Linked DNA regions of Mus musculus: region 1 is linked to region 2. Evidence: chromatin contacts called from public HiChIP or PLAC-seq data. All regions are on one chromosome and are shown on one strand. Each heading gives the region's core, a stretch centred on a gene start, on an enhancer-like site or on the middle of the called end of the contact. The rest is flanking DNA. Distances are from core to core; before and after follow the strand shown.

The links. HiChIP or PLAC-seq counts read pairs in DNA pulled down with a chosen protein or histone mark.
Region 1: a contact with region 2 is called in an H3K27ac HiChIP or PLAC-seq map of microglia, with 7 times the contacts expected there. The contact joins the promoter of 1700016K19Rik here to the promoter of Ywhae in region 2. A contact is called at or near these places in 4 of 39 promoter capture datasets (hippocampal neurons, liver, pre-B cells and 1 more), 1 of 484 Hi-C or Micro-C datasets (bone marrow-derived macrophages), 7 of 115 datasets of contacts at active chromatin or transcription factors (bone marrow-derived macrophages, embryonic forebrain, embryonic stem cells and 3 more) and 2 of 9 other capture datasets (adipose tissue and liver).

Annotation. Positions count from the first base shown.
Region 1 is chr11:75,998,511-76,001,210 of GRCm38.p6, forward strand. 1700016K19Rik (RIKEN cDNA 1700016K19 gene) reads left to right here and starts at 1,402. Exons shown (of 2, transcript NM_198637.2): 1 at 1,402-1,756. The coding sequence starts at 1,552.
Region 2 is chr11:75,731,586-75,734,285 of GRCm38.p6, forward strand. Ywhae (tyrosine 3-monooxygenase/tryptophan 5-monooxygenase activation protein, epsilon polypeptide) reads left to right here and starts at 1,302. Exons shown (of 6, transcript NM_009536.4): 1 at 1,302-1,506. The coding sequence starts at 1,443.

The sequences.
Region 1 (2,700 bases), core at 152-2,651, 270 kb after region 2:
ACTGTGACAAACCACTGTAACCTGACTGTTCTCAAAATCAATTTGTAGCCAAGGATGACCTTGAACTCCTGGTCCTTCTGTCTTCACCTCCCAAGTATTGGGATTACCGACAGACATGTGCCACCATGCCCAGTTCATGGGGTGCTGGGTTCAAACCCAGTGCTCGATCTATATATATTAGGCAAGCACTCTGCCACCTAAACTACACTCCTGTCTCTTTGCAGCCATATTTGGAAAATATGACCGGTGGTGCATAAACCTGAAGGGGGGAAAAAAAAAGCAAGCAACAGATCACACAGGTTTAGTCTTTCTTTCTTTTTTTGGTTTTTCGAGATAGGGTTTCTCTGTATATAGCCCTGGCTGTCCTGGAACTCACTTTGTAGACCAGGCTGTCCTCGAACTTAGAAATCCACCTGGCCTCTGCCTCCCAAGTGCTGGGATCAAAGGCATGCGCCACCACGCCCGGCTTAGGTTTGGTCTTTTTAAATCTGTGGTGCTGGCTGAGTGACACATTTTAGTCTCCTACATGCTAAGTGCCCTGCCACTGAGCTGTATCCCCAGCTCATGAGCACGGTCTTGATGAACTGTCATGGGGGTAGAGGTAGAGTGCTCAGAGGTGACTCAGCAGCTCAAGGCACTTGCTGCTCTTGCAGAGGACCCAGTTTGGGTTCCTCACACCACAGCTCACAGCCATCCGTAACTCACGATCCAAAGGATCTGGTGCTCTTCTCACTTCCGAGCCAGCACAGGTGTGGAAAAGATAGGTCAGTGCCGGCCCAAGGACCCACAACTTCTACTTAGCCTTGACCTGTGCATCCTGGCCCACACCAGGGCTCAAGTAGATTGCAACACAAAGGCATACAGTTAGATCAACAGGGGGTGCACATATATACAATCAAGAGAAACATATACAAAATAAATATTAATAAATATTTTTTTTAAAAAATTTTAAGAAAACAATTTTCGTGTGGAGTCAGGCCTGGCGGCTCATACATATAATCCTAGTTACTGGGGAGGCTGAAGCAGGAAAATCGTGAGTTCAAGGTCTGCCTGGGTTACAATGAGCTCCAGACCATCCTAGGCAACTTAAGTGGTGAGTGGGTGATGGGGCGCGAGGTGCAGGGTGTGGAGACAGCCAGACATCAATAGCTCATGCCTGTAATCCCAGCCCTTGGGAGAGTGTACAAATGGATGAGGAATTCAAGACCAGCCAGTTCGAACTACATGAGACCTTGTCTCAAAAAATAAAAATGGTAAATATTTTGATCACGCATTAGTGGATGGGATTTGTCACTGTCAGCTAAGCATTAATAATCTTTATCTCCTGCCTTGTCCTGTGCGCTTCAACTCACCTGGACTCAAACAGATCAAAACACGCATGCGTACATCTAGAGCCTTATGGTGCCCCTTGCGGCAACTTCCTAGTTGTGCGCGTGGCGTGGAGCGGTCGCCATGGAGACGCGTGGTCTGAGCAAGCAGTGAGCGCCTGGAGCCCGCCAGGTGCGGGTCCTCTGCTGTTTCCGGGCACGCAGGTCGGGGACCCGCGGGCGGATGGCCGGCCGTGGTGGGACCGGTGCGGCGGAGTATGGTGAGGAGGGCGAGGAAGAGGAGGAGGAGGAGGCGCGGGAAGGCGGAGCTGAGGGCTCCCCGGGGTCCAAGCTGCCTCCCATCGTGGGCACCGCCTCCGAGCTGGCCAAACGGAAGGTGAAGAAGAAAAAGAAGAAGAAAAAGACTAAAGGATCGGGCAAGGGCGACGGTAAGAGGAACAGCTAGGGAGGTTGCTTCGGCTCTTGGACCTGAGATTCCTCCCATACCCTTCTACCTGGAAGCCACCTCAGGCTTAGAAACCTGACAGGACATTTTAGGGCAGCCCAGAGATGCCCAGATCTACCCATAAAGACCATGTTCTCACCAGCACAGAGAGCCTTTAATTAACACGGATATCTACCAACTAAGTTTCCCAGTGTATCCAAAGAGACCACACCCTCCCCTAAGAACCTCAACATCTAATATCTCTGTGTGGGGTCCCACACAGAGGCCATGCAGACACCCACCCCAAGACCTTCCAGCCCCTCAGAGAGTGAGCTTCTTCTACCCACCTCCTCTCAACTTCCTAGCCCCTCAGCCAAAATATACCCTTACTCACAGACATTTCAAAGTTTGGAGTCACAAAGAGACTAACCCATTTGGACAGATACCAGCTGATATTCGCTCCCACAGGGGAACAGACTTCAGGCTCCCCTCTGGTGCCCTCCTAACTCCTTTACCCTTTAAAGGGCACATGCTTCCAGATGCTGTGTAGGAACCAACTCCATGTAAATGTGTGCAGAATCTTCCCTGCGTGGACTCCGCCAAGAGACAGCTATATATGGCAGAAACTCACACCAACCCCCACCTCAACACCAACACTCTTTATACTGCCTTTTTATAGCAATATGACACTCTCTGACAGACCTAACGTACAGTTTGCTCCATCATGCATATACATGCAGTCTACACATGTGTGAATTTGGTTAGACACTTACATGTGTTGACGCCAACACAGACTGAACACCTACACAGGCACTCACATGCATAGCTACACCCTCTCACCACACACACACAGATCTTCTAGATACTCATATGCGTAGATACACTCCAAACACTAGACCCACACAGGTGTTCTAGGCATGTGCATAGATGCCCTCAAACAGCTCAAAT
Region 2 (2,700 bases), core at 52-2,551:
CTCCTTTCTTTTTGTGTTTGTGTTTCGAGGTAGGGTATTTTTAGTCCAGGATGGCCTGGAACTTGTGGCAATCCTTGTCTCTGCTTCCACAGTGCTGGAATTACAGGCGTGAACCACCGCTTCAGTAAGTACGGAATACTTTTCTTAAGTACAATTATGACGATGTCACCTTCCACTCAGAATCATCAAAACAGCTTGCCCAGATAGGACTATAACTCAGTGGCAAAACACACGGTGGAAGCTGTGGGGGTCAGTCTCCAGCGTTTGGACAAAACAATTCCTGTCCGTTCACAGACTAAGATGCAAACCTCTGGGCGTGTGACCTCAGGCCTTGATCCCAACCTTTTGATTTCACACTCATTTTGAGGCCCTTTTTCTGCATGGCTCAGCAGCAAGCTGATATTGAGTATAAGATGTTGAAAATCCATAAGGAAGCAGACTAGGCGTGGCCATTGCAAGTGAAGCAATCCCCATGGAGGATTATTTATTTCTAACTCATCAATGTCAATTTGCCCTTACACACCTCAGGTGCACCTTGCACTCCAAGTGAGGCAAGCCACTATGTCTCCTTTTTCCCTCGAGTGAGGGTTTCCCTTAACTAGCTGAGATTGACCACTTTTTCTTTTTTCTTTCTTTCCTTTTTTTTTTTTTTGAGATGGGGGTTTCACAATGTAGCCCTGGCTGACCTGGAATTTGCTTTGTAGATGGGACTTGATCCAAACTCGATCCTTGCGCCTCTACCTCACTAGTGTTGGAATTAAACACACTCACCTATGCTTGAAGCAAAACCAGAGATTTTAAACAAAAGTCCTATCTACGATAGGCCAAAGAGATAAAATATGGCTGGAGGGGAGAAGAAAATGCTTAAAGTATGGAAGCAAGGGAGATGATGATGCGTGAAAACTCGAGCTTTCCCTTCTTGTCCTTGTCAATTCTTTAAATTGGATGAGAAAAATGTGCTAGAATGCACAGGGCCGGTTGATCTTCAACGAGGAAGGCCTGCCGTAGCAAGAACCCATCAAGCCTGTCGCTCTGTCCCCCACAGGCCAGCCCGCGGTCGCCCCGCACGGGCTTCTGGCTAACTCCCCTCCCGCAGTCTAGGCCGACCTCGCCTCCAGCCGCTCCAGGGGCCGTTCTCCGTCGCAGTCGCAGTTCCCGCCTCGCCACAGGGCCGCCCGCTGTGCCGACGGAGGAGGGGCGTCTGTCGCGCTGGTTCCAGCCTTTTCTGGCGCCGAACTCCGGGATCCGCCCCCCCCCCCCCCCGCGCCAGTTGCCAGGGAGCGGTTGCCATAGAGCTGAGCAGTTGTCCGCGTGCGCAGGCGGAAGTCCCGGATTGAGGCGCCGCCATTTTTCCTGCTCGGACGCGGAGCGAGAAGCTGAGAGAGTCGGAGACGCTATCCGCTTCCATCCGTCGCGCAGACCCTGCCGGAGCCGCTGCCGCAATGGATGATCGGGAGGATCTGGTGTACCAGGCGAAGCTGGCAGAGCAGGCCGAGCGATACGACGGTGAGTCGGGGGGGTGTCGGGGGGCTGGAAGTCTCGGACCCTCCGCCGCCGCCCACAGAGGCCGGGAACCGGAGACAAAATGGCGGAGCCGTCTCGGAGCCCGGCTTGGGACGTGGGTCGGGAAGCAGGCCGAGGCCTGCGGGCTCCCGGCGCGGTGGGAGTCCCCGGGCCTAGGGATTTGACCCCTCCGGTGTCCTTAGCTTGCAGGCGCTCGCCCGCCAGCAGGCCGGGGCGGAGGGTGGAGGAGTTGGTTGTAAAATGGCGGCTGGAGGGGGAGGGCGAGTCCCCGGGCGGGGGAGGGGGGAGGAGATGGCGGGTGCCGGCTCCCGGCGTGCGATCCCCACGGGAGCCCTCGGGAACCGCGGCGGGGTGTGGAGGAGGACACTTGGGTGGGGCGATGTGAGGAACGGTACCGGTCGCTCGGGAGAGGGCGGCATCGAGGAGCTGTAGCGCTAGGCGCCTTTCGGGGAAATATGGCGGGTGGGGGCGGTGGCTTTTCCCCTGAGGCCCAGTGTGGGGCGGCGGCCGTGGAGCCTCACAAAGGAGAAGCCTCTGGAACGGACGGCTTCTCGGGGCCGGCGGTGGAGAGGAGTCTTCTGGTGAGGGTGGAGTGTTTGGAAATCACTGCAGAGCCTCCCTCCTTGGGTGGAGGCGAGCTGAGATGCTGCGATTGGATTTCTTCCTTTGGGCCGACACACCTTGGAGTTGAGAGTTTGGGGGGCTTTTTAGCCTCGCCTTCTTCCGGGGAGGTGCAGAACCTCACTCCTACCCCGTTTGTTCTTACCCAGGATATCCTAAAGTTGCTGCGGGTTTTTTTTTTCCCCCTTCTGTCCCCATCCTTCATAGGCACGGAGTTCTGATGGCTAGAATACAGGAGACCAGGCTTGCCAGGATTCCTTAGTACGAATTTCCCTTTGCAGAGTCAGTGCCTCAGTTTACCCGTTTGTAAAATTGACGACTGTACTATTCACACTCGTCATTATGAAGTATGGAAAGACCTGCTGAGAAATGGTTAATTCAAATAATGTTTAGTAGCACTTTGGGTTGACAACCCAAGTTCGGGTGGAATGCATGCTCTTCCTTGGCTTGGGGAGCTTTACCTATTTTGAGCACTCAGTTGAGGCTTGGGGAGTTTGAATTAGGAATGTAGAAGATTGTAGTTTTTCTGTTTTATGATTTCATTGTTACATGATT